Regions from separate parts of the Mus musculus genome. Here all the other regions are linked to region 1. A link is a contact called in public Hi-C and HiChIP or PLAC-seq data. All regions are on one chromosome and are shown on one strand. The core of a region is the stretch at or near the end of the contact, and the rest is flanking DNA. Distances in the headings are between cores, read along the strand shown. Region 1 has its middle 14 kb from the start of Gm39660. Region 2 has its middle 21 kb from the start of Gm4319. Region 3 overlaps Gm4319 (predicted gene 4319). Region 4 has its middle 53 kb from the start of Gm4319.

Region 1 (7,055 bases), core at 2,276-4,775:
TTAAATAATTAATTTAATTAAAAAAAACAAAAGTATAAACTGGGCGTGGTGGCACATGACTTCACCCTAGCACTCAAGAAGTAGATCTCTGTGAGTTCAAGGCTAGCCTGCTCTATATAGTGAGAAGTTCCAGGACAGCCAGAACTACATAGTGAGATCCTGTCTCAAAAAGAAATTTGAACCCTTAAACCACTTCTATTCAAAAGTATATGTATATATATATATATATATATTCCTATTTCCATAAGTCAAATAAGATGTGTGTGAGTGTGTGTGTGTGTACTTGTACATACGCGTGTGTACAAAATTCCTAAAGTGATTATCTTTGGAAAACAGGGCTAATAGAAAACGGGCTTTGATTTTCTGCTCCACGGAATTCTAGAGCATTTGAGTTCATGAATGCTTGTTACCCTTATTACCATGTTTAGACAGAGCTGACCATACCTGCTTTTTCTCTTCTGAGAAAACACATGATGGAGAGATGGGTCATTCCTCCCTATGTGTCACCTAGAATGGCTAGTCTCCTTTTTCAGCAACATATCTGAAAATCCTTCAAATGTTTCTTCGGGGCATAGACAAGTGCGTCATCTTGCTGAGTGAGAATCAGTGTGGACGTGTGGAAACAGCCATCTCGGAGGGCTGTGCTAGCTGCCTTGGGGACATTCTACAGCCTAAAGAGCAGAGTGTCAGTGCAGAGGTGGATTTCTGCCTGGTGATGTGTCTAAAACGAAGCTGTCCTGACTGACTGCAGCCCTTCGTGAGACTGTGTTGTTTATGACTTGTTTGGTGCTGATACTGGAGCCCCGACCCATGCTAAGCTAGAGCTCTACAGTTGGGCAGCATCCCGGGCCTGCAGCTAGTTTTACATTGGCAAGCTTGACTATAGTTTTGAGTGACCCGTTTTTGTTTTCAATGAGTGAAAGTGAGAAAATGGAGTGATAATTATTGCTATTTTAATAATCCATTTCTTGTTGAAGTCAACATGTTTAGAAAATTAAACACTGTGAAAGCGGATTCCCAAAACACAAGATGATCTTAATGGACTAAACAAATTCTTAACTCTTAATTTTTGTTTTGTTTTGGTTTAGTTTTACTTTTGCTTTGTTTTGGTTTTGGTTTTGGTTTGGTTTGTTTTAACAGAGTTCCTCTGTGTAGCCCTGACTGCTCTGGAACTCACTCTGTAGACCAGGCTTGCCTCAAACTCAGAGATCTGCCTGCCTCTGTCTCCCAAATGCTGGGATTAATGACTAATGGTGTGAGCCACCACACTCAGCTTTACACCTAAAGTTAAGTACACATAAATTGCCGTGTGTGTGTGTGTGTGTGTGTGTGTGTGTGTGTGTGTGTGTGCGCGCGTGTGTGTGTTTCTGTGTGTCTGTGTGTATTGGTATAATGGTTAATTTTTTCTTATAGAAAAGAAGACCCCTATACTGTTTATTAGATAGATGAACGAATGAACAGAAAGCCCAGTATTTTCACAGCCAACAATACTTTCAAATTCAAATATATTTATATTTCTGGGATGACTGAATTATAGCCAACATGGAAAAGAAAACACCAGTAAAACATTTCCTTGACCAAAATACACACTCCACCCTTCAGCCACTTCCTCACGCAGGCACGCGGACAGAGAAGCGTTCACCCTCCCTCATCTGCTTCCCTAGTCACCATAGCTAATTAGAGAGAGGCACACACATATCAAAGAAAGACAGTGGCAATGGTTGCTATGGACACAGACAAACATTTTGTCATCCTACCCTATGGAAGCATCATGGAAATTGATCCTATTCTTTGGAAACATGTTTTCGGAGCATTATATAATATAAGGCAGCTCTAAAATATGTCTAGAGAGTAAGTCAGGTCAAATGAAAAATAAAAACATACAGAAAAAATGGAGAGAAGCGGGTGCTTTAAAAAAATACAATGTCAATATTTCCAATATTTACATGTGATTCACGATGGTTCCCACTATCCTGAGGTAGACTCACGTTGCTCTGCCAGATCCCCACTGTCCAGCCCCAGGGCTCTTTTCTCCTTGCTGAACTGAACCTCTGTGCCCACATTCTCCTTTCCCTCCTCCGATCTCTCACAATCACCATGATACATTCTTTTCTACAATTTCCCTTACTCTATCCATATGCTTCAAATAAGTGAAATCACAGAGTATTTATAATCACATAGTATTTGTAATTGGCTTATTTTGCTCAGGTCTATCTTCCCTCTGCCCATACGTGCCCCCCCCCCCCAAGGACAGGATTTCCGTTTTCTAAAGGTTGATTGGGGCTCTCAGTATCACAGTGAATATGTAGAACACACAGTTTATCCTGTCTTTGCAGGTGGACATGAGTCACTCCCACCTTCTGACTGTTTGATTCACGCTGCTATAATATACAGATCTCTCTTTGATAGCTATCCAGGCTTTGGATGCCTATGCCAAAAAGGGAAACATAATATCATACATTAATATTTTCTTTTCTTTTTTTATTTTTGGAAACAACCATGCTGTTGCCCTGAGCAAGATCTCCATAATAATTTTTATTTTTCTTGTTTGCACATTCACTCACTCATTCATTTAGTCAGTTTGCAGTAATTGGGATTGAATCCTTTTTTTCTTGTTTGCATGTTCAGTCAGTCAGTCAGTTAGTCAGCCAGTCAATCAGTCAGTTTAAAGTACCAGGGATTGGACTCGGGGATTCCCACATCTTAGCACGTACTCAACCACTAACCTATGTTCCCTAGACTTTTTTCTATTTTCCACTTTGAGTCAGAGTCTCACCAAGTTGTCCAGGCTGACCTGGAACTTATCATCCTCCTCCTCAGCCTCTCAAACAGCAGCAATGACAGAAATACTCCACCAGGCCAGATATGATTTTGTTTTATTATGGAAGCCAAACTAGTGAGTATGAGCCCACATTCCCTTGACATTCCATGATGTTTGCCATGATCTTTTAGGCTAGCATTCTCTGATTACCAAAAAACCTCTAGAGAAATGTCTGTTTAAGTCCTTTGCCTATTTTCCCATCTGGATAGTATTGATTAGTGTTATATTGTTACAATTATTGTTATATAGTCTGAACATCGATGCCCTGATGATATGCCCTTGACACAGAAGCATAGCAACTATTCACCTTTTAAATATTCTATCCTAAGCATTTTTCTTCTTGAATAACTATTATTATAATGTTAAATCAGTACTCTTAATAAAATCACAACTTAGAGATTTCTTTACAAAAGCTGATAAGATTTACCAACATCATTAAGGCAAGAAAATAAACAGGAGTCCTTCTCTCCCCAGTGAGGCCATGGTGTTTACACAGTCGCTGGAGAGCAGTGTGGTAAACCCTTGGGAAGCCTGGGGGATTATTTCGGACCAGATTAAATGCCCCTTGCAAGACAGTCTTCCAGAAGAAAAAAAAAAGCATGCGAGATAAGGGTCATTTCTGTGAGCGATAGGGGAGTCTGTCTAAACGCAGGCCTTGCCAAGGGGTAATTCACTCTCTAAATATTTTTCACACAGACTCACAGTGACTCACGGATCTGGGAGCAGGGAGAAGGAAAAAATCTGGAGAAGCTTAACAGACGTACCTTTTTCATATTTCTGAGCTGAGCTGGTAAACCTGACATGTTTGCCTATGTGGGCGTTTGATTCTATGAAAGATATTTTTGTTTTATGAAGCGGGGGTAATGGGGATGGGTACCTTATTTCTAATGAATATGACACCCACTATATCTAACATCATATATATTTCCTTAAGAGAAGAAATGAACTACAGATTTATAATTGCAGTCCTTCTTTTTTGCATTTTGGACACAGATTCTCACTATATAACCTAGAATTCATTGTAGAGAGCAGTCTGGCTTTGAGCTTGTGGCCATCCTCCTGCTTCAGCCTCCTGAGGACTCGTAAGTCCAGCTGTAATCAGTTTTTCAACACTTGAGTTCTGTGTTGCTCTCTTTTCAGTTGATGAAGGTAAGAGGGTTGTCTTGAACCGTTGCTTCATTTCTCTTGAGCTGTGGTCCATGGTACTGGTGTCTCCCATTAGCTGGCTGAGTTCTGTCCAGTTAGACATCAAGAACAGATGAGCCTCTCCTCACCTACTGTTGGTAGACCCTGGCCCATGAATGCTGGGGGCTTAGGAACTAGAACAACAGGCTTGGGAGTTTGCATCTCATCTTGAGAGGTAGAGACCAGGATTTAGATGCCCGATGTCTATAGCTGTAGACACTTTGGTTGGAAGCTCTGTGTTCTAGGCTTTGACCACCAGTAGCCACAGCACTTGGCAGCTATTGTAATCCTTGGCTTCCAACAGCAATGGCAACAGCAGGAAATAGGAGATGGTACCTGCTAATATTATAGCTCCTGAATGGGTCGCACCTGTTGAGACCCTCAGCTCCTATAGTGGCTAGGGCCACAGCTCTCAAGCCTAGATTTTTGGAATCATTTGGGCCATCATTATATGATAACAGGTAAGGAACCAAAATATAAAATAAGCATCACAATGACACCTTAATCCCTTTGTAAGACTCCCCACTTCCCATTGCTCCTCAGGTGATATGTGTGTGTGTGTGTGTGTGTGTGTGTGTGTGTGTGTGTGTATCATACACAACTTTGATCATCAGAAAAAAAAACTTGAAACTATATCTGTTATCAAAATACCTCCCACCCCCCAAATTCTAACATGTATCCAACACTTTGTATGTCCTGAGTAGTTTATAGTGTGGGTCTTTGGCTTGGAGTTTTAGGTAAGACATCCAAGATCATATAAGGGGCAGGACTCAAGTGCTTACTTTTTGTCAGACACTAATTGCATAGATGAATTTGCCCCCCAAGAAAACTGACAGGTAATTATTTTTATTCCCAATCTACAAGTGAGGGAATTGAAGTTCAGAGGGTTTGAACAGCTCCTCAAGGTTACGGTTCTGTTGTAAATCATAGTCAGACCTGGAGATTTCAAAGCTGAGCCTTCTCTTCCATTCTATGGTGTTAATTTGATAGGGCCCAACAGACAGGACAACAAACAAAATTATTGTCCTTCTGTTTTGAAGGCTGAAACGTTAAGGTTGAGTGTAACGTGGGAGCTTAGTTTCACCTGAAGCCCCTCACATTGTTAAACAGGAAGCCCCTCAATACCCTTACACGGCCTCTCCTCTCTGCCCACACATTTGTCAAATAAATCTTAATTTAACCATAATTATATCTTTAAAGATCCTATCTCAATTTTATCATACTTTTAAGTGCTGGGCATTGAGACTTCAACACACAAAGTTGATAAGGAGAAAGTCATGTCCTAATAACCTCCTATGAAAGTCATAATGCAGCTCTCTTATAGATTATCTTTTAGTTCAGGCTGCTACCTGTCCCAAGGACTATAAGCTTCCTAATCTATGTGTGAGTAGAATTCCAACATGCTTCCCTCATTGTAGAAAGAGTAATTTGAAATGGATGAAACTACAGGCAGGAAGGTATCAAAGATGGTGTGACTGGGCACAAAAGATAATGGTCATGTGTAACTTTAATTTTTTCAAAGTCTACTTTTAATGGTAGTTCTTAAATGCTTTAACCTTCCTTTTAGCCCACTACTCACCACAGGTAGTAGAAAAGAAAGGATATGAGGGAAGTGAACCTGTTTAGAAAGGTTCTTTGGAGCAACTCCCATCTGGGTTGTCTGGAAATTGGTAGTTCAAATCTCAGGACAACAGCAGCAGCTTGATCCACTCACAAACATTTCAAGGATATATCAGCAGTCCAGTTGGGTAGACTCGGGATAACAAACACAAATCAGCAGCAGTGACACTGCCTAGCAGAGACAGCCAAGCCTCAGCCTCAGCAGGAGTCAGCAGAAGGGACCAGAAGGAACGCCAGAAGTTCTCAGCTGTGCCTCTCTCAGAAATGAAGATCAGCAAAGACATGAGACCAACAACCGTTGCACAGCAAGGTTAGCTGAGCCTCTGTCACTGTCTGTCAAGTCCTTTCTAAACTCGCTCCAAAACATCATGTGTCCTCCACAGGTCTTACCTCAGCATGTGTCTTGTCTCAGCACGTGAATTTGTCTCAGCTGACATTATTCTGCCAATCAACAATCAGCCCAAGGACTGTGAGGACTCAGCAAGCACATTACCAGAAGTTTTTCCATGTGTTTCTCTCTATAGAGTCCCAACAAATGCAGCTCAACTATGCAGTGTAAGGCAGACCAATACATGTATGTCAGTAGCAAGGAATTCTTCATCATGTGACCTTTCCCGTGCTTCCTTTCACCTGTGTCTGCTTCAGCTAAATGTTCCTTCACAAGTCTTTCACCTGTGTCCAGTTCAATGAAACACCCCAGCAAAACACCATCCAACACAACCGACTTTCCAAAGAATCCTCAAGTTTTCACTCCAATCATGTCCATCTCTCCTATGGATTCTTATTCTCAGTTATCAGAAAGAACTATGGGAATTCAAGGGCTGATTCTTGCTCTGTGCTCTGAAAAGCTGAGTCTGTGGCCCGGAACCCTAGGTGAGGTAATGCATTAGGGAGGTCTGTGCCCTCAAGACCTACCACCTCCTCCTACCACCACATCCTGTGAGGGGGATGTGGCTGAGTCAGACTAAGTTGGGAATCAGCCCAGAACTTTTGGAATATGAAGTTCAACATGAGAAATTAAAATAATCTTCTACATTCATTTTTACTCTGAATCTATGTTGATTCTAAATGTATGATTCATTCATAATAAAGCCAGATCCTCTGATTACATGGCTATTGAGCTACCAAAGGGAAAAAGTATTATACATACACTCTTAGCATATTCTCTTTTATGTGTTTTTTGGCAGATGTAGCAAAAATATAAGAAATCCAATTTTCTCTCCACACATATACATTATATAAACACGTAGTGATTCACACATATATAAGCCACTGCACATATATATTATGAAACATGATTTTAAAATAATTGATGATTAAGATTTTCAGGTGATATAGACTCAGAATTGTTTAGAGCACGAGCTTTGAAATCCAAACTGTCCGGAGACATTATTTCATTCTTTTCTCCTTTGCTCATTGTAAACTTGAG
Region 2 (7,055 bases), core at 2,312-4,811, 390 kb before region 1:
CGCAGAATGATACCCGGGACTCAGATAGTATGTAAATGCAAAGAGTGTTTTATTCTGCAGAAGTCCAGCATGCTGGGGTCTCCCATTACCAAGAATAGAGAGACCACAAAGTGAGTTTGCAGGCCTGATTTAAAGCACATTAGGGAATTCTGGGGTAGGTGTCTGCTGTTAACCTGTCGGGGCTGGAAACTGGCTGAGGAAGTCTGGAAACTGCTGCTGACCCATTGTCCTTGCCTCGGGGCAGCTTCTGAGGCCTGACTTGCCTGCTATTGCCCAGTTCATGGGAACTGAGATTTAGGCCTACTCTCCTTAACTGCCAGTTTAAAGCCTGTCATGGAATTAGCCTTGTCTTCTCAGTTTGTATAAGTTTTTCTCAGTTTTAAAAAGTTGACTGGGGTCGGAGAGACAGCTCAGCTACGTAAGAGCACCTGTTAATCTTGCAAAGGATCTGAGCCCCGTTCTTGGAGCCTCTGTCTCGTAGTTCACAACTGCCTATAACCTCAGTTGCAGGTGATCCAACATTCTCTTCTGGCCATAGTGACCACCGCCTGCACTCCTGTGCACAAACCTAGCCACACATATGCACATAATTAAAAACAACCAAAGAAAAATGTAAAGAAGTATTGACCAATACGTTAAAAATTAAAAATAGAAACATCATACAAAGATCTTTCTATAAAATAGCAGCTTTGTGCAATTTTCCAGGCTATAGTGATTTTGTTACTAAGGAGAATCTGAGAACATCATTTTTTACAAAATAATAAGTTCAATTGAGTAGGCATAGAAAATTTAATCACCCTTCATCTATTTCTAGACATTTAGAGGCTGTTCCTAATTTTCTCTACAGTGAGGATCTTCACACCTATGTCCATGCTTTTAAGGGGTTCTAGAGTCAGAGGGCATAAATATTTAAACCATTCTTTGCATACATGGTAATTAGTCTCACAAAGACTTATTTGTGCTGTCACCTAGCAGTGATGTATGAGATTTAGTTTCCCACTTTCTTGTTAACTGGAAACATAGAATATGTAAAATAGTAAAAAAAAAAAATTGGGTAGTTTCTTCCTGGTTTTATTTGCATTTCTGTCTCTTAGTTGGGTTGAACCTTACCCCATATGCTTGTTTACTGCCTTGATTTCTTCAGTGATTTCTCTTTGTTTCCTTTATCTCTTGTCCATGGGGTAAAGCCTTTGGATTGAGATTCTAACAGTGTCAATCGAGGCAGCAGCCAGGTATAAATAAACATCAACACCTGTTCCTTGTTTACAACATCTGCTTTATGGGGCCTTTGTTTTCCCTCTTGATTGTCAGCTTTTATCCACTGTCTCACACGAGCAGCATTCATAACAGAGGCAAAATGAACCCAGAGACAGCTTTCAATGGCCTTTGGTGTTGGCTGAGTCACTTTAACTCAGGTTGTGATAAAAATCCTCAAGGACCGATGCTACCAGAGAACATAGAGGAATCTACCCAGCTCACAGCTTTCCTGCACCTTAAAAGAAATTAGGAGGGAAAATGGGTAAGTAAGAATAGATTCATTTTCTATTTGACTGAAACAGTGGTTCTCAACCTTCCTAATGCTGTGGATGTAGTTCCTCATGTGTGATGAGCCCCCCAACCATAAAGATATTTTTGTTGCTATTCATAACTGCAATTTTGCTATTGTTATGAATCATAATGTAAATATCTGTGTTCTCTAATGGTCTTAGGCAACCCCTGTGAAAGGGTTTAGCCCCCAATGGGGTCTCACAGGCTGAGATCCACTGGGCTAAATCATTGTTTAAGGAGTGTGATAGCTGAATGGAGGTGTGTGAGTGAGTCTCCAGCCATGATAGTTACATTAGGCTGTTTTACATTAACATTTTATGACTAGTTAATTAATGAATTTTTACTTATAAACTTCTTTGAGTTTAAAAGTCTATATCTTAATAGTTTACTCCAAGATAATTCTGGATTTTGAGATTCCACAGTAAGGATTCTAGAGCCCAGATGGATACTCAAAATTAACCTGCTCAGGGACTAGGTGACTTCCTAGAATTCTGGGAATTGTAGTTCATGGAAAATAATGGCTCATAGAAAAATACAGTGGCCTATAGCTTTGCCCTTATAAACAAACTCCTGCAACATGGCCATTCTCAGCTGGGGAATTCAAGGGAATGGTCCTGACTAAAGTCCATCTCTTGGTCAGGATTTAGTATTTAATAAACTTGCTTCAAATTTAGCCCAAATGGAAAAATCAATTAGCCCAAATGAAAAAAACCTGGAAAAATCAATTTAAGGACAAGTGGCTTTGTTTTGCTTAGGAGTTGAGACTCTAGTCCATTTTGGTGGGGAAGTATGGTGGCAGGAGGGTGAAGTGGCTGGTGGCTGGGCATGCTATATCTGCAGCCAGGAGGCAAAAGAGAGATGGTTGCCGGCTCTCAGCCCACTCTCTCAGTTTTTTCCTTGGTCTGAGATCCAAGACCCTTGGATAATGTAGCCCACACTCAGTAGGTCCTCTCTCTCCAGTTAATTCCCCATAGGTATGCCCACAGGTATTACTTGTAGGGGTTCTGAATCCAGTAAGGTTGACAGTCAGGATTAGTCCATGTGTTGTGTATTCCACACTACTCACTTTGCCTAATGTGGACCCAGTCCAGAGATTACTTCTTCAAACTCAAATAGCTAACGAATAACTGCGACATATTTTATCTCAAGTTCTTTTCCCTTCATCATAGTGTCTTCTCCTGATGGCACAAGCATGTCTTTGCTACATTGTATAATTTGAACCCAATATGTTATACTTCAAGTCATGAATAAGTATATTTCTACTATATTTATGTCAGAAATATGTTACAGGAGCTTTTAGAAGAAGTTGTTTCTTTTCTTTTCTTTCTTTCTTTTTTTTTTTAGATTTATTTTATTTATTATATGTAAGTACAGACACCAGAAGAGGGAGTCAGGTCTTGTTACAGATGGCTGTGAGCTACCATGTGGTTGCTGGAATTTGAACTCATGACCTCCAAAAGAGTTGTCAGTGCTCTTAACTGCTGAGCCATCTCTCCAGCCCCCTAGAAGGAGTTTAAAGGTGGAGGTGTGGACATCCACAGTGAGTTGTGAAGGAACTGGAGAAATTTTGTTTAGAGACTGCTTTTGAAACTTTACAGCAATTTCCAAGCTGACCTGTCTTGATAAATTTAGTTTAACACATAAAAAACAAGGTTGGAAGACACTTAACTTTAACTCTGAAGTGTCACAGAAATTGCTCACCCCCTTGAGCCTTCTGTTGATCTTGATCAAAAATCAGAGGCCAAGGATGCAGTGTTGTGGTCCACAAGTCGCTCCACAAACCACGCAAACACCAATCTCAGTCAGACAAGGATAGTTTATGGAATGCACGCCCTAAGACTGATCAGATGAGAATTATCTGAGCTACAACAACAAACACTTCTCAGGGCAGGCTTATAAAGGAAAACCCCACAAAAACCATAGGTTTTTCCAAAGGTTTCCTACACAGGGGCAGGAAGTGTCCAGTCATCAGCGCCGACACAAGACATTTTGGCTAGCTAGACCGCAGAGTTATAACTGACCTTTATTCTGATTGGCTCTGTGGCTGTGGAATTTCTTAAGATTAACAAACCTCAGAACATACAGAACATAACAGGGGATACGGTCAGCATGACCTATCCTGAGTCAGTTATTTTTCTGTGGCAATGACTGGCAGGCATATTACAGCAACAAGGTGAAATAGCTGGCAGGCATGGAACAAAATGGCTACAGCTCTGCTGGGGTGGGGGTGGGCACAGACCTCAACACAGAGAAGGGTGTAGCAGAATGGCAGAGTGCAGAGTCTCTCAGCTGCATCCCGGGGGTCTCAAGTGAGCAGAGCTGTAACAAGATGGGGAATTTGCATAACTTTTGTGACTGATTTCTTCAACTGTCAAGAGGAGGAAGGTAGTCTGAAGGGAGTATTGCAAGAAATATGTAGTATATGAGGCATATATGTGTGCATGCACACACACACACATATATGTGTGTGTGTGTATATATATATATATATATATATATATATATATATATATATATATATATCAGTGATTATCAATGCCTGCACACATAGGCAAATACATACACACACCTACAAACAAGCACACACATGCAATCACACGAACACACACACACACACACACACACACACACACACACACACACACACACACGAAGGCTGCCTAGAGTTCAGATAAACCACAATGTTTCAGCTATGAAGAGTAGCTTCTAGACTATTTTCATAATCCCGGCAAGTTAGTTTTAAATGCTGGGTTTGGGGGTCAGGTAGTTTTAGGTTTCTGGTGATACTCAATATAAGAAAACATGAATGAATGAATGAATAAATGAATGAATGAATGGTTATAGAGAAAATTGCATTACACCATGCTTTAGGACTATGTCACAGGTGAAGCTGAAAGGCAAAAGGTTAGAGGGTTGGTTCTTGGTTCTCCCTGAGAACTAGACTGGCACCGTCAGTAGGTGAGGAGTCCTCGGGAGGAGCCAGGAAGGTCTGTGGTCTCTCAGAAGAGTGGCAAAGCTTGTTTCTGTTTTTAAAAGTAACTCTATTTGGCCAGGCATGGTGGCACAGGTGTTTAATTCCAACACATGAGAGGCAGGGGCAAGAGGATCTCTGTGAGTTTGAGGCCAGCCTGGTCTACATAGTGAGTTCTAGGACAATGAGGGTTATGTAGAGAGACCTTGTCGTAAACAAACAAACATCAAAAACAAAACAAAAACCCTTGCTTATTTGGTCTGTGTGTGTGTCTCTACATGTCACAACATGCACGTGGAGGTCAGAGGACAACCTATGAGAATCTTGTTCTTCTGCCATGTGGGTCCTGGGGATTGTGCTAAGGCTCGATGGAAGTGAGCACGTTTACAACTGGATCCTCTCTCTGGCCCCGAGGACATTTCTTAAAGGATCCAATGAATACTCACTGAGAGGTGGTTCTTTCAGCAAATAGGCGGGTATTCCAGGGCAGCACCTTTGTGCCTGTCCACGAGAAGATTGTCTTCTCATGGAAAACCACTGCTGCTCTGTCTGCCGTGTGTAGCCTTTTGGGTTAACTAAGCTATGTCTTTACTGCAGTGCTGTGTATCCCTTGTCCAGTGCCCTTCTCTTGATTGTCACCGAAAGAAGTCAGATCCAAATTTAAAATGTTTACCCCCGGAGGTCCTAGAAACCCCAGAGGTTCAGAAAACAGGGAGGTGGGCTGGGTGTGACCCGAGGAGAGTAAGGGGAGGAAGATGAGCGATAGATAGAAGGGGAGATGAGCAGAAATGAGGAAAAGGTGTTTGGGTGCGTGTGTGTGTGTGTGTGTGTGTGTGTGTGTGAGTGAGTGTGTGTGTGTGTGTGTGTGTGTGTGCATGTGTGTGTGTGTGTGTGTGTGTGGCTTGGAAGGCCTAGTAACTGGGTGCCTAGTGTTCTATGCTAGAGTTCCTTCAATAGCACAGTTACACCTTATTAATGTTATCTATTTGAACATTATCATTGCAAATAATATTTCACTCCTCCCCTCCCCAAATCATTGGAAAAGACTAGGGGTAGATACCTCAGTACAAGAGTGTCTAGCATATACTAGGCTCTAGGTTGAATTCCAAGTACCACAAGTAGTCGAAGACATCTCTGCTCTAAAAATCATTGGCACACACTCCATTTATAGCTTTAATAGGTAGTTAGATAGTTTTCAGTTTAAGTAGTTCCCTGCAGAATTCACTATTCACCAGAGAGTTAAGAGTAGTGGGAAAAGATTGAAAGCAAATCCAGAATTTTTTTTTTTTTTAAAATGGACACCATCTAAATTTTACCATGTAAAAAACATCGTTAGCAAACAAACAAACCTACAAACCCACAGAGAACCTCTCTCCTCCAGGGACCCTTAGGCACTCAGTGTAGCCCTTAGGAAGAGGGGCTGAGGGGGTTCTCACCCCCCCACCCCTACACCACCCCCTCTTGCACCGAGGTTGTGTGATTCCAGGTCTCTCCGGAGCAATCTGTGCCTTTATCTGCGAACATCTGTAGAAACAACAGCATAAGGGCTTAAGTGAACACGCATGGGAATCTCAGGCAGTTGACAAATGAAGCTGATTTGCATTTTACAATAAACAACGGATCCTCCTTGCACGCGGAAGAGCAGTGCAGGATTCTGATTGAGCACTAGGTGTCGCTGTTGACCCATTCTGTTGTCTGGCAAGTCCGCCTTTGTCCTTAACACTACCAGAACAGTTAATTTCCCTTTCTTTTCTCTCCTTCCCTTCTTTTTTCTTCTCGCCCCTTTCCACCTTTCTTCCATTTTCTACTTCTATTGTAATCCTTCTTTAAAATTTATTTTTAATATATGATTTTATTTTGAGGTTATAACATAATCACATATTTCCTCTCAACACCCATATGTACTTTTGTTCTCTCTCAAATTTACAGCTTATTTAAAAAATTATGGTTGGGCTGGCAAGATGGCTCAGCGGGTAAGAGAACTGATTGCTCTTCCGAAGGTCCTGAGTTCAAATCCCAGCAACCACATGGTGGCTCACAACCACCTGTAATGAGATCTGACGCCCTCTTCTGGTGTGTCTGAAGACAGTCACAGTGTACTTATTTATAGTAAATAAATCTTTGGGCTAGAGCAGGCAGGGACTGAGCAATCAGAGTTGACCAGAGTGAGCAGAGGTCCTAAATTCAATTCCAAACAACCACAGGAAGGCTCACAACCATCCGTACAGCTACAGTGTGCTCATATACATAAAATAGATAAAATAAATCTTAAAAAATTTTAAAAAATTATTGTTATATATGTATATTTTGTATGTATATATTTCTAACTATGTAAATATAAAGTGCTAAGTTTGTATAATGTTTTTATTATAATGTTAATATATATATATATATATATACACACACACACACATATATATATAATTGTATACACACACACACCCACCATTTCAAGGCTGGCCACTTGGTTTTGTATAACCAGTCACAGAGCTCTTCCCTAGGTAGGTTACTTCTCACACTCTCATTATTCCTTAAT
Region 3 (7,055 bases), core at 3,064-5,563, 350 kb before region 1:
CCCACAATCTACTTGTTCTGCACAAATACATGGAACCAACTAACCATGGATTGAATCTCCAGAAACCAGGATCCAAAATAAATCCTTCCTCCTTAAACTATAGAAGCTGTCAGGCATTTTGGTCATAACTGCCTAAAAGCTAATTTTTAAAACCATGTCCCACTTCCAATGCTAAGAATAAGAGGATTTAGTTTTCATTTAGGTACCTCAAATTGTGTATTAATTAGAGGAGAATCAAACAACAACAACAACAACAACAACCAACAAAAACCCTAGAAGCAATGGGTTAGGAAGTTGCCTTGAAATATTTGTAGCTGAAAGGTATTTCAGGATTCATGACCCACCTCCATCTCACAGACACCAGCATGTTTGCCCGAGGATCAGATATAAGCAGAACACCATAAAAACAGGAATAAATTGCGTGACTGAAGCTGTCTTTTTTGCTCATCAGATTCACCGGAGCAAGGTGCAGATTGCAACAGAATAACAGGAAAAGTGTAGTTTCTTTTTCAGGAATTTATGACAGGAAAGGAGCAGAGACCAACACAAAGGAGAAAATACACAATGCAAGGAGAGATGTTCGTAGTGGAGTTTGAAGAGCCTGGGTTCCCAGGGCAGTCTGGGGAAGGGGGGTGGTGATGCTGCTGACAAAGAAGTGAGCAAGCAGATGCTCAGAGGGAGGGAGGAGGAGTCAGGGGAGCCCATGTAATAGACAGAGAACAGACCGCAGAGAAGACCCAGGGCTGACCCCACATCAACCACCATCATGTTCACAGGTCCGGGCTCTCTCCATTTGTAAAACGGGGGTATTCTGGCTATGTTAACAATTTTTGTGGATCAGATGTGAGTTGTGCATGGGAAAGTATCCCACAGAGGGCTCAAACAGTTACTTCTAGCAAACAGCAGTGAGTTTGAATCCAGAGGCAGAATGGTCAAGGTACAAGCAGATGCTGAGTCCCAGAAGCTTAGGAACCTAGGACACAGCATTGAGTGTGGGTGATGCTGGGAGATGTGCGGGGACGAAGAGGCAACACTTGCAAGCAGCCTTTCAAATAAGGCATGTCTTGGAGGAAAGCAATGTTTGAGTAGAAACTCCCAAGAAGCTAGACTATGGTTACTTGAAGCCAACCAGGACCATATACATATCTATATATATACAAATGTGGTCAATTCTTATTGGATAGGTGCTGGAGATGTCTTAGGAAAACTACTGGCCTGGCCCAACTATAAACACTGAGGTGTGTTGGATGGACAGCATCCCACGTGTAGATCCTCTTTCTGGGAAGAATATAACCCTGCATGCATGCTTGGTTTGCTTTTGAGATGTTTCTAAGCCATGGAAGCCCTTGTGATTATGTGTGGAAGCTGTGAAGGGCAGCGGGTGGAATCTTGGACTATTTTGGGTAGCTGCAACATGTTTTAAATTCTTTCCTTAAGGTTTGGCCTCCATAATCCACCTTGTATTATCTCAAAAGAGAGTTGCTCTCATTTCATGTCAGGAGGTATAGAGTGAAGCCGTGTGTAGATATATAAGCATTAGAAGACGCTTTTCCTCAGAGAGAGATGCTGTTCTCCTTAACTTATCCAGCCTATTCCCTCATGATATCAATAGTCTCTCTTTCTTTCTTGGCTATCTTTCATTAGATGTGTTTTTCAAGAGACTCAAGTCACTTGATATTGAAGAATTGTTGGGTTTACAAGAGAGAGAGTTCTGAAATATATCGATGAGGGAAGGGTTTTCATAACCGTTGAATATTGCTCCTACAATGACTGTCAAAACAACTCACAAGGCTTGTTGTATTCCTTCTTCATATTTCATATGGGTAGTAAAGAGGGGCAAAAAGGACATGAGATCAAACCATTGCCATGTTTATAGGTTTAGGCTATATACATGTTATTCCCAGGGTGAGAACTTGATAAAGTTTTCAAGTTGTAGGGGCCTCCCCTGGAAAAGAAAAACACCAAGATCTCTCATCAAAGTTTAAAACCATCCTTTACTGTTTTTGAAGGATGGAGGACCAACATGGACCCAACACATGTGACTGGTAGGTCCCTCACAAAATGGTCATGTATCTGTCTATATCCTACACATATCCTTTACTATAGTTTAGATTAAAAACTAAGTTATGTATTTATTTATTTGTATTTATACATGTGTGTGTGGGTACCTACAGAGGCTGAAAGAAGGTGCCGGAATTCCTGGAGCCAGAGTTAACAGGCAGTTGTGAGCCACCTAGTGTGGGTGCTAGGAACCAAACTCAGGTCATCTGCAAGGGAAACACTCATTCTCACTGGCTGAGCCGTCTCTCATCCCCTTCCTGTGTCATTTAAATCATCTCCGCTTTATTTATAATTCTTAGTACAATGTATATGCTATGCAAATAGTTATTATACTGAGCTGTTTGGAGAACAATGATAAGGAAGGTGTCCATACTCGTTCAGTGCAATGCAGTTTTCCCCACCCCAATACTTTTGATTCACAGTTGGTTGAGTCACTGGATGTTCACAGGGGTCTGACTGGTTTTCGTATCTGTCTTTCAGATGGTTGCAGCTTTAAACCGGCTGAAAATTTGAGAATGCAACCTTGGGCCCAGCCTGCTACCTTAAAAAATGTTATGGCCATTGACTGAGTGTAATGAAGCCCAGCTGTTGTGGTTTCTTCGCTGCTAGTTCTAATAGTGGCCGTGGAGCTATAAATCAAGGCCTCTTTTGAGACACGGAGGAAAGAAAGTGTCTGGGTCCTCTCTTGATACCTGCACCGCACTGTGGTGCAAAGTGAAACTCACCAACTCAGGTGGCCAAAACAAGCAGATGTTTAGCCGGCTAAGTGTAAAGCGTTGGGGAAATGACTTTATGGGCCTTTGGCTGAGATGCTTCCATTTGAATGTCATACACAGGAAGTCATCAGGTAGTGGAATAATATAAACAGACCTTACCTCATGAAGTGATTTATTTTGGATTGCTGGCAGCAGCAACAGCCTCTAGCACAAAGAAACATAAGGACTTACTTCTTTTATTTGAGAGATTTTTTTTTTCCCCAACTGGTAAGGGCTGCCTGTAATGAAGAAATGGGGACACTGCTTTCTTAATTACAGCACGTATTCATCATCAGAGGGGCAAGGTTCACTAGTGGCAGAAACAATTCCCAAAGCACTTGTAGCGCTATGATCTCTTCAGCCTCTCCGATAACCTGTGGAAGAAGGGATCAATGTCTGTAGCGAATATGTGGAGAAACTGAGGCATCACAGGCCAGCCAATGAGCCTGACCAAAGCCACAACATGGTAAAAACAGAGGGACAGAAATTGCAGTTGTCTTCTAAGATGGAAGCTCTTTCTCCTCTGTTTTATTGTAGTAGGTGGGGAATGAGGTGATCTTAGATGGTGACCAACACAAGAAGATGCAACAGTTTTGGCTCTGTCTTAGTCTAACTTAGAAGGTGATAGGGTCTAATGGCACAATGACTGATATAGCTTGACTCTGGTTAAACTTAAATTGTAGAGCTGTCCTACCTAGATTCCAGCTCTCGGTGAGCCACTTATATGTGATCATTTCATCTCTAATCTCAGCCTCAGTTTCCTCCTAGGCTGTGACGGGGTTGACAGGAGTCTTGCCTTATTGGGACAGTTGTGAAGATTCAGTGAGGTAGCATTTGCAAAATACTCAGAACCTGCCTGGTACATTGTAAGAGATCTGTAAGTTTGTTAAGTAAAAACTAAAACTAGTTTATTGATTCTGTTATTTTGTGGGTACATTGAATTCAGGAAAGGTAAAGTAGGGACTTCTGAAAAAAATGAATGAGAATAGTTTTGCAGTAAGACAGATATCATGGTGGAAGTCGTGTGGAGGGAAGAGCCCTAGACTGTGCTCTGCCTTCCCAGAAGGGAAGGAGTCAGAGATCATCAGCCTGTATCCAGACACTTCTTGTATACATCTCACCTCCAATTTTTAAATAAAAACCCTGTCTTTTCAGTTCTTTAAGTCAATAGTGTACGTATGAACGCTCCCTTTAACAAGATGAACAGCTTCAGTCAGCTCGCCCAACCCCAGGACCAGAAAGTCACCTTGGTTTTTCGCTCTGCTTATTTTAGTCAGAAACCAGCTCTGACCCAGGGTGTTGGAGGGAAGGGATTTGGGGAATCTGGGACAAGGTGGGGACTGATCAATTGCAAAAGCCAGACACTGTGGCCATAAAAAGGAGACAGGAGGGAGAAATGCCGCAAAGCGAGTCATCATGTTTCCACACCGGACGGTTACCTCATTGAGACAGAGAGGAACAAGATCTGCTGATAGGGTCATTCCTATCTGTCAGATGGCAGGAGGAAATGAATACGCCATTTGGAGGCTTCTTGGAGAAATGTTTCATTGTACTCTGCTCCTCACTGGACTGAAGTCTTTGTTCTGGTAAAAAAAAAAAAATAAAAAAAAAAATCACATAATCGAATCCTGGTCTTGTTTATCTGAGTTCAAGCTCCCCTGGTGAGCTCTTTCACAACTTTTCGGTTTTGCCACCACACTCCACATAAATGTACATTCTGTCCCAATGTCACTAATTAACTGAATTGAGAATCACAGGAAAAGTTACTAGACTAACGTGGCTTCTTCCTTGATAGCATGGATGTCTTAGGCCCTGGGCTAGAAGCCACATGAGCCCCAGGGCCCTTGGTCCTTTGGGTGAGTAGGAAGCTTCAAGCTCTCACGTGGCCACTGTAGAGAGCTGAGACTAAGGGTAAGAACTGACTTGACTCACACTACCCGTCTCAGATAGTTCCTCCTTTAGCCACTCTGGGGTCACTAAGAGTCCATAAGTGCCGGTAGAAAGGGCTTCTGGTCAACCCAAGCAGAAGTTCAATTTGATGGAATATTTAGAAATAGCTGAAACAACTAAAAAAAAAAATAACCAAATCCTATACTGGAAGGAGAAAATTGAGGCAATTCCAGAAGTCTACATCAAGAAGATCTGATATTTAGACTATTTGCTATACTCTATGTGGTCTAAACTCTGGACACAAGTGAATTCATCACCTTGGAATGGTGGTGTGAGATAGTTACCATTATTATCTCGAGGTAAAAGAGTTATCCTATTCAAATTCCCATGACACATGACGATTTGACCTCTGCTTAACTGTTACTATGGAAGCCAGTCATGAATATATTGTCAACCCGGGTGCTAGGCAACATTGCTTATGGTGAGGCTGACACCAGATTGTGAACTGTTTCTAGACTAGGAGCACAGAAATCTGTGTTAGAAAGCTACATTTTTTGGCTTTTTTTTTTTTAACACTTGGACCTGGCAATGCCCTTATTATGGGGGGTGGGGGTGGGGGAGGGGGAACGACGACCTGAAAGTTATGCTTATGCATTTGTTGCAAGGACTGCTACCAGGTCTTTGTGGAGAGTAGAAGGCACGAGGATTATTAAGCCGAAGAAATTCCTGGCTGGTATAAATTTTAACTCTTTAAACTTGAATCTGTGCTGACTATGGCAAGGACTCCTATGTGGCAGAATGTCTGATAGGCTTCCAAATAAACTAATAATGCCCGGAGTGGAGTCTGTTGCTGTCCTGCAAGTTTGAGTATTGATTTGAACCCAAGACAGCACTGATGAGTATTGGATATTGCTTTTAACTGAGACAGGGTGATGAAAACCTTCTGTAACTCATGGTCACACAGATGACAAATGATAGAGCTGTATTCAACCTTGGGCAGGTTGCCTCTTAAACGCTTCACCAGTTTCCACAGGGCACAGCTTTCTGGAGGAATTTGCCCTACTTATTTTAGCTCATGGGTCTCACAGCTCCATGTGCAAATTCCTGGGGCCTTAAAAACAATGAGTGTCACTGTTGCTGAGGTCAGACAGGACTTCAAGACAGATGACTAATGGACAGTAACCTCTCCATGCATTTCCTGTTTTGACGGCTGTTATTATTGAACATATATCACTAACAGGAGCCGCCAGGTGGTCAGATCTCATAAATTCCCCTGCCAGATGTTAAAGCCTTCGTTCATTCACTCTTCCTCTCCATCACCCATTTAACAGCATTTTGAGAAATCTGACAATGAAATGACTTGGCAGTATGTCATGTGATGTCAGGCAGCAAAGGCAGCCTTGGATGCAACTGCTAAGTAATGGAAGCCTTCAGTGGTTAGAGATGCAGGTGTAATTCATGGGGAATAGTTAGAGACAACTGGGGGAGATTGAGGCTCTGGGAGAGGAAGAACTTTGGAGAAGCAAGCGTTTTCTAGGTCGTAGAAACAGATGGGGTTGGGTCATGAAACAGACTCGGGTCTCCAGTAGAAACAATAAATGGTTCAGGTGAAATTTGGCATAGGAGGCAGAGCAAGATGACAGTATAGGCTGTACTTGGGGAGTATTTAGAACCAGCTCTTGAGCCCCAGGTGGGATTGGATGGAGGAGAGAGGAAAGCTGAGTTTGCATTTACTGAGGACTTCAGGAAAACCCACACCATTCCAAAATGTGTCTCTGAAATCACAGTGGATAGACAGTGACAGCTTTGGGGCTTCTGGGATGGTCATGTGGTTCAAGCTCTATTACTCCGATGGCTTGGGTGAGGGCAGAGGGTCTAACACTAGGTATATACTAGCTCTTTATTTTGTTGGATACATTCCCTGGGTCTTTCTTCTTGATCACCTTAAACTTGGGAATCTTTTTCCCTTTACTCTCAACTCCATATCCCTAAGTATCACCGGTTGCCTGGCAAGCTAATGGGAAATAAATTCACTGAGCACTAACACTAATACCAGTTAGTGATGGAGATATTTATCTGCTTCAGAGAATATATTTTTATATAGCCAAGCCACAGGAACAAAATGTGGGAATTTCAATATTGAGACATTTCTGCTGGTTGATGGAAAGGGCTTTTTTTTTTTTTTTGAGACAGGGTTTCTCTGTGTAGCCCTGGCTGTCCTGGAACTTACTCTGTAGACCAGGCTGGCCTTGAACTCAGAAATCCGCCTGCCTCTGCCTCCCGAGGGGATGTTTTTAATAAGCAAGAGGGTTTTGTCTCAAGGAGAACAATGAAATCTGGCCATGTTTG
Region 4 (7,055 bases), core at 2,573-5,072, 320 kb before region 1:
AGGGCTACGTGATTCAGCAGGTGAGTTGTTATAAACTCCTTAGCAGATTCTGACTTCCATGGCCACTGTCCTGCTATCTACACCAACCAACACCTTTCCTGGAGTCTGATGAACGTCAGTGGGGTCCAGTGGGCCTCAACCTGTTCGGTTCATCTGGCAATACCAGTTCTGCCTACCAAAAGTACCACTAGGGACTCACATTCCGCTATGGATTCCACGCCAGCAAGCCGGCTGCTTATCCATTTAATCTTTGAGGATAGGTTGAGATTATTTCAGCTGTAAGACCTCTAATAATTTGCTTTACCAGATAAAACTGTGGAGTTTTCAGCAACATCTCTGGGAGGGCACTAGCTATCCTGAGGGAGATTTCAGAGGGAACCAGTGACTAGACGGTTTGATTAGTCTTTCCAAGAATCAAGGCCTTGTGTCCTGGGTCATGAATGCGGTCCCTTTTCTGTGCCATGACTACTTCGCTTGTGGATTTGGTGACAATGTCTAGATTTTTGTCAGTAAACCCATTACACTTAGGATAACAGAGGCTGGGTGGCCAAGAAGTAGAAAGAAGGTAGCTGCTGATAGCATTCCAGTAGAAAGTGATGACACTCAGGTATGGGTTTTTCAGAAGGGTTAATGTGTTTCTGTAGCTTATTAGTTTCAGATAGAAAGGAAGCGTTGTAAAGACTCAAATATACAGGAAAGCTCCACAGCTAGGATTCTTGTGGAACCTTGTGGTACTGCTGCTTCTTAGTGCCATTGCTTTGTGGGTAAGCTCAAGCTTTTGTTTGACTGGCTCAGGGCATTCAAGCAGAGGTCGCCTTGCATTTACAGCCAAAGATTTGTCTGTGACTCTCTCTAGCTCATGACCCGAGCCTGCTACTTGTCACAAAGTAGTCACTTTGTGCCTTCGACTTATCTTGATTGCAATTTAGACATGAGCCTTAGTATCTTAGAGAGTGGTGTCTGTGTCTCTACTCTAAATAAAGACCTTCATTTGATCCTTCTGTTATAATCTGGTACCCCAGGTGGTGTTTCAGTAGAGTGAGTTTATGTGTCAGAAATTGAGTAGATTTTTCAATTAAAGTGGTAATGAGGCTGCATGTGAGCTTGGCAGACAAGGTGCCTGGGGCAGAATAATGGGACCAGACATGTACCCGTCATCTAAAGACAATATTTATTCTATTTTTATTTATATGTGTCTCTGTGTGTAGATGCGCATATATATAAGGATGCCTTCAGAGAACAGAAGAGGACATCTGGTCCCTTTTGAGCAGCCTAACATGGGTGCTGGGAATTGAACTCAGGTCCTCTGCAAGGACAGTGGGTGCTCTGACTGCTGAGCAATCTCTCCAGCATCAATTAAAAATTATTTGTTATTTAAGTCTGCATGTGTTTTCATGGTGTAGTGTGTGGACATGTGTGTCCACCTGTGGAGGTCAGAGGTCAACTTTGTGGAGTTGATCCTTTCTTCCACCTTTATGTATGTTCCAGAGATCAAACTCAGGCTTGTGTGGCAAGTATGAATCTTAATCCCTGGAAAGTGTGATTATTTTCTGTTACATAGAAAGAGGAAATGAAGCGGCTAGTGGAATTAAGGCTGCTAACAGGCTGACCTAAAAGCAGAAATATTGTGGGTCTGCAGCAACTACAAGTGTTCTTGTAAGTGAAAGTCCTTGTCCTTGTAAGTCACTGGAGATGTCAGAGAGGTGCTATTGGTGGCTTAGAGAGGAGGTTGAAGGAGACTGAGAAGCAAATATATAAGCAAAGAGTCTCTAGAAAATGCTAGGGACATATTCCATAGAGTTTCCAGAGAGCAACCCAGCCCCAAGACCTCTAGATTCTAACCCCATGAGACTCATTTCAGACCACCAGAACCATAAGACAATAAATTATAAATCTATGTTGCCTTCAACCACTAAGCTTGTTGCAATTTATTAGAGTAGCAACAGGAAACTAACACAGTGTCCAATAAAATTTACAAGAGAATTTTCAGGTGAAATTGTATCAATTCTGCACCATTTTCTTTTCTTCTTCTTCTTCTTCTTCTTCTTCTTCTTCTTCTTCTTCTTCTTCTTCTTCTTCTTTTAAGATTTATTTATTTTATGTGTATGAGTACTCTGTAGCTGTACAGATGGTTGTGAGCCATCTGTTCCTGGGAACTGAACTCAGGACCTCTGCTCACTCTGCCCCCCCCCCACTATTTTCTAATCCTCTGAGAGGCCCTGGCCATTTGGAGCATCCCATAAAAGGGAACTGATACCCAATTTGAAATACTGTATCTTCTTTTATCCTTTCAGGATAAATAATTATTTCTTTAGCCCAGTGGTTCTCACCCTTCTTAATGCTGCGACCCTTTAATACAGCTTCTTGTGTTGTGGTAACCCCTGACCATGAAATTATTTTTATTGTTACTTCATAACTGTAATTTTGCTACTGTTGTGAATTGCAAAGTAAATGTTTTTGGAAAGAGAGGTTTGTCAAAGGGGTCATGGCCCACAGGTTGGGAACCAATGCTTTTATCTCACTATATTTTAGTCAAATGTTGACACCTAATTGTATAAATTATTTAAAGATGATTGGGGGCTGTGTGTCAAGAAACTGACTTCCTTAATTTTCTACATATAGTTGAATCCAGTTTGATTCTCTTGTGGGTTCTTGCCCAGTCATAATAGGGATGTTGAATGGGTTCTAAGATGTGTGTGGAAAGTGGGAAAGTTCCTGGTCACTCTACCATGGTGGTCTGCTCTGTGGTGGATTCTTGGCTAAACCTACAGGTCTATTTAAAGGCAGGTGGCCCTGCCAGCAACTCCGTTTCTTTATGACGTGTTTAGCTACCAAAGCCCTTGCTGAGGCTCTCTACATATAGCACCTAGTAGTGCTTTTCTTATTTGCTAATAGATCCACCCTTCCCCAAGAACCAACCTGTCATTGCAGGTGGACTGCTATTGTGATCATGCACTGGTCTCATATCTTCATTCCATTTCACCTTTCCATCTGACTTCTCTGTTGCAGAGACTATTCCATGCTCAGAGCAGTTGGATACCCCATCTATCTCCCCCTTTCTTAGATGGTCTCTTAATTCTCTCAGTGTATTTAGACCAAGGGTGGAAAACTGACCCAGTGATCGTATTCATTGACGTGGCCTTTTGTTTTTCTTTGGTATTCATGGTTATGTCTTATATAGAATTTAAAATTGGAATACGTTGCTACAGTTTCTAATGAAGATTTTTTTTCAAATGACGATTTCATTTGACTATGCCTAGGGTTATTGAGATCTCAGCAGATACAACAAGGTGGGACTTTTATTCTTCCAGGCTATAGCTGGCTTGGGCCGAGCGTATGGCTAACATTTCTTTTCCTCATCTTCACACTCCCAGCATCCTGTTTTATCTTCATTACTGAGGCTAAGATCAGTCACCTGCTGTCATATATTGAACTTGCTTTGCTTTTTTTTCTAGTCTCCACAGATCCGACAATTTATAAACTATGGTCTGAATTTTAGTATGCCCAAATAACCTCTCTCCCCCTTTCTCCCCTGTCTCTCTTTCTCAACTTCAGCCTCCCCTTGTATGAGTGTGTGTGTGTTTAAATTCAGCCATACAAAGTTTCCACTGAAATATACAGAAAGCTCAGATACGTAAGCAAAGACCTGGCTACCAGCCTGGTAAGGAATTGAAAGATAACAGGACAGGGTAGCTTGTGTTCTGTGGAGGGCTTAGCAGGAATAACAAAGTCCAGGTGCTTTGCAGTGGTCGTCATGCTGTGTGATGTTATCAGAGAGCTATTTCAACTGACTATGACTCCTCTGATGATGAGGAAATGCCTAACTCATTGTGTGGCTTGCTGAGCCCGTGGCCATGCTTGCTGAATGAGTAACTGGAGTGAATGAGGAAGCCCTAGGTCTCTCCATGGTAGAGGAATAAGATGTGGGCATCGTGACCATAGTTAGAAATCTTCTGCGAGTCAAAATTATGTCCAATTATACTGAATTGATTCTGATTTCTATAAAAACAGCCTCAAAGTGTTGTATTATAACCCATTAAAACAAAGGTACAGCATGATTTAAATCAATTTGTGAAATTTATGAACCAGAAGATTTTTTTTATATTTATTTAGTGTGTGTGTGTGTATTTTCTGTGAATTCTCTCTTACTGTGTGATGGCTACTTTTATAAATTAACTTGACTGTGATAAGGGATACCCAGATACTAGGTAAAACCTTGTTTATGGGTATGTCTATGAGGGTGTTTTCAGAAGGGACCAGTTCTTGAATTGCTATGCTGAATGAAGATAGATCTGTATTAAGAGATTCATGGAAGGACCAAAGAGAAGAAAATGTCAGAGGATGAAATAGTTCCCACCTCCCTCTCCTTTTGCTGGGGAGTAGGACATCAACATTTAGGCTTTTTGATGTTTGTTTGTTTTGTTTTCCCATTCTGTGACTTATGCCAGCAATTCTACTTCTCTCATTTGTACATGACATGTTCTGCAGTGTCTGGGCTTCAATATGATATAATCCAATTCTCAGAATAAAAGCATATCCTATTGACTCTGTTTGCCTGGAGGACTCAGACTGATACACTGCCTAATTGATGTGAGCTAGTCTGGGTCTGTTCTTGTATTTCACACAATGGAAATTACAGAGTATGTACTTTTCTGTGGGTTTTTTTTTTTTTTTCTACAGAGGTTGGCAGATGTCTTATGTAAAGAACTCGATAGTGATGTTTTTGTCCTTGGCTTTGTAGTTCTGGTCTCTCAACTCTTAGGGCTGCTGCTATATAGCAAGCGCAGAAAATATGGAAATGAGTGGGCGTGGTCAGATTCCAATAGTGCTTTCTTTAAAGTAGATGGTGAACTAGATTGGGCCTGTGAACTGCAGACTGCCAAAACTTGCCCCAGAATAATATTTTTACTATTTATCAAGGTTGTTTTTTGCATTAGTAGTTTATTCTTCTTATTACAGAGAATTATTTTTGTTATGGTATGAATATACCACAACTTGTTTACCCATTCTCCTATTGATGGACATTTGGCTTGCATCCAATTTATGATAATTACGAATAGGGCTGCTATAAACATTCCTGTATGAGTCTTTATGAGAATGCATGTTTTTGTTTCTCTTGGCTAAGAACCTAGACGAGGGATTGCTGCATCACAGGGTGGATGGGTAGACAGCCTGAAAGAGCTGAGAGCTGAGAAGCAGTTTTCCTTAGAGATTGTGTCATGTGCCACTCTCATTAGCAGTGTGTGAGAGCGAGTGGCTCTGTCCTTGCCAACCATTTTGATGCGATTAGTCTTTTGTTTTCAGTCATCCTGGTAGTTCAGCCTCTCTTTGAATCAAGCTCTCTGTCCATAAGGATCACATCTCAGTTTGGCATTTCCTACACTACACCCTTTCTAGTGCCAACTCTTTCCCATTGTGCTTAGTTTATATCTGTCTTTGGATGCCTGGGAATCTTTCAGGCTACTCTGAACCATTGCTCCTGTTTGTCACTAAACATATTACCTTACTTTGGTTTCCCTGCCTAAGTGACATTTCTCTAAACTAATCTTCATCTGAACATATTACAGGATAATCTTACAACTAGAAGCTGGCCACACCACCTTCCATTTTCTGTCTTCTTTTTCCCCTTTGAGACTTTTATTCCTAAATTCAGTGCATGTGTGTCCGTATTCATCAGGGTTCTTTAGTGATATATATATATATATATATATATATATATATATAGAGAGAGAGAGAGAGAGAGAGAGAGAGATGGGGGAGGGGTGTTATTAAATAGCTTATAGGCTGTGGTCCAGCTAATCCAAAAATGACTGCATATGAAGGAAAGTTCCAAGAACCCAGTAATTGTTCCGTCCATGAGATGGGTGTTTCAACTGGTCTTCAGTATAGCTGGAATCCCAAAGAAGTAGGTTTTAATGTCAGTGAAGGAATGGACTTGCTAAGGAGTGAGATAAGGAGGTGAGAACAAGCAAGCAAAGAACAAAATCTTTCTTCTTACATGTCCTTTACATAGGCTTCCAGCAGAAGGTATGGCCCAGATTAGAGGTAGGTTTTCTCAGCTCAAAAGATCTAGATTAAAGGTGTGTCTTCCTACCTCAAAGGTATGGATTGGAAGAAGATCTTCTCACTTCAAATTAAGCAAAAATCTCTCACAGGTGTGTCACTCCACTTTTACGGTTTTATTTAATTCTAGATGTAGTCAGTTGACAACCGAAAATAGCATCACGGTATCCAAACTAATCTGGGTACAGATAGAGCTCATAACTTTCCAGAAAGAGCTTTCTCCATATGTTTATCACTTCTGGAAATAACCTTTAACCTAGTGTCCCACTCCCTTTAAAAGAATGGAATCTCAGCTGTAATTTCTCTGAAGCCAAAGACACATCCTCACTTAATTTCATTACTACACACACCACTAAGAGCTGCTTTCTGAAAGAGAGTTTTCTTAGACAACAGAAAAGAAGAAGAAGAAAAAGTAAGAATGTTCCAGGGACGTAGGCAGTGCTTGTAGGTATGGTTGACTGAAAAGCCATGGAGACTGTAGGATGGAAGGAGATAAGAGTCTTGCATGGTGAGGGCTAGATGCCCTTTCTTCAACCATACCAAATGTCTCTCCACATGTCTCTCAATTATGGCATGCTAAATTATCTCCATCAGCTTTCTTTCTTGATTCTTTTTTTTTTCTTATCTTTTAAAACATTTCTTTCTCCTACTCAGGATTAAATAAACGTAGCTATAAAGGAAGATTTCAGTCAATTGTCCAGTGGCCCTGTTACTTACTGACTGCTGCTATCCAACCAAACACCTCTCTTAAACTATGTCCAGGATTGTTCTTGGACACATTAGTTCTATGTGCAATGCATTTATTCTCTTCTTTACTTTAGAAAAAAAAATCCACTGTCAAATGTATACACTGCAGAGTTAAACCTGGGAATGCTATTTGCTAATCAACCTGGACAGTATGCTATACTAAAACAATAAATCTGTGGTGCTGGTGGAGGGGTGAAAAAAATGTTGTGTAATAAGATGGAAAAGAGAGAAAGCAAGCCAGTCGG

Evidence for each region. Hi-C and Micro-C count contacts between places; a contact is called where the count stands out from the background. HiChIP or PLAC-seq counts read pairs in DNA pulled down with a chosen protein or histone mark.
Region 2: a contact with region 1 is called in an H3K27ac HiChIP or PLAC-seq map of the NIH/3T3 cell line, with 3 times the contacts expected there. The contact joins two enhancer-like sites. A contact is called at or near these places in 2 of 115 datasets of contacts at active chromatin or transcription factors (the NIH/3T3 cell line and embryonic stem cells).
Region 3: a contact with region 1 is called in a Hi-C map of the C2C12 cell line, with 2.9 times the contacts expected there. The contact joins two enhancer-like sites. A contact is called at or near these places in 8 of 484 Hi-C or Micro-C datasets (the C2C12 cell line, MC3T3-E1-derived osteoblasts, adipose-derived mesenchymal stem cells and 5 more) and 2 of 115 datasets of contacts at active chromatin or transcription factors (embryonic stem cells and pancreatic cancer cells).
Region 4: a FOXA1 HiChIP or PLAC-seq map of pancreatic cancer cells shows a contact between it and region 1. The contact joins two enhancer-like sites. A contact is called at or near these places in 1 of 15 datasets of contacts at CTCF or cohesin (the NIH/3T3 cell line), 3 of 484 Hi-C or Micro-C datasets (cortical neurons and embryonic fibroblasts), 4 of 115 datasets of contacts at active chromatin or transcription factors (the NIH/3T3 cell line, embryonic fibroblasts, embryonic stem cells and 1 more) and 1 of 9 other capture datasets (embryonic stem cells).

What each region holds. Positions count from the first base shown.
Region 1 is chr1:71,752,066-71,759,120 of GRCm38.p6, reverse strand. No RefSeq gene overlaps it. Among named protein-coding and RNA genes, the nearest start is that of Gm39660, 14 kb to the right of the region's middle. Within about 2 kb of position 3,525, at least 32 of the 459 cell types and tissues checked have an H3K27ac peak or open chromatin away from gene starts, as enhancers often do. A contact at or near this core is called in the C2C12 cell line, the NIH/3T3 cell line, embryonic fibroblasts and 1 more, where this site is marked.
Region 2 is chr1:72,141,192-72,148,246 of GRCm38.p6, reverse strand. No RefSeq gene overlaps it. Among named protein-coding and RNA genes, the nearest start is that of Gm4319, 21 kb to the right of the region's middle. Within about 2 kb of position 3,561, at least 27 of the 459 cell types and tissues checked have an H3K27ac peak or open chromatin away from gene starts, as enhancers often do. A contact at or near this core is called in the NIH/3T3 cell line, where this site is marked.
Region 3 is chr1:72,104,504-72,111,558 of GRCm38.p6, reverse strand. Gm4319 (predicted gene 4319) reads left to right here. Exons shown (of 3, transcript NR_166632.1): 3 at 2,542-4,442. Among named protein-coding and RNA genes, the nearest start is that of Gm4319, 16 kb to the left of the region's middle. Within about 2 kb of position 4,313, at least 42 of the 459 cell types and tissues checked have an H3K27ac peak or open chromatin away from gene starts, as enhancers often do. A contact at or near this core is called in the C2C12 cell line, where this site is marked.
Region 4 is chr1:72,067,413-72,074,467 of GRCm38.p6, reverse strand. No RefSeq gene overlaps it. Among named protein-coding and RNA genes, the nearest start is that of Gm4319, 53 kb to the left of the region's middle. Within about 2 kb of position 3,822, at least 49 of the 459 cell types and tissues checked have an H3K27ac peak or open chromatin away from gene starts, as enhancers often do. A contact at or near this core is called in the NIH/3T3 cell line, embryonic fibroblasts and pancreatic cancer cells, where this site is marked.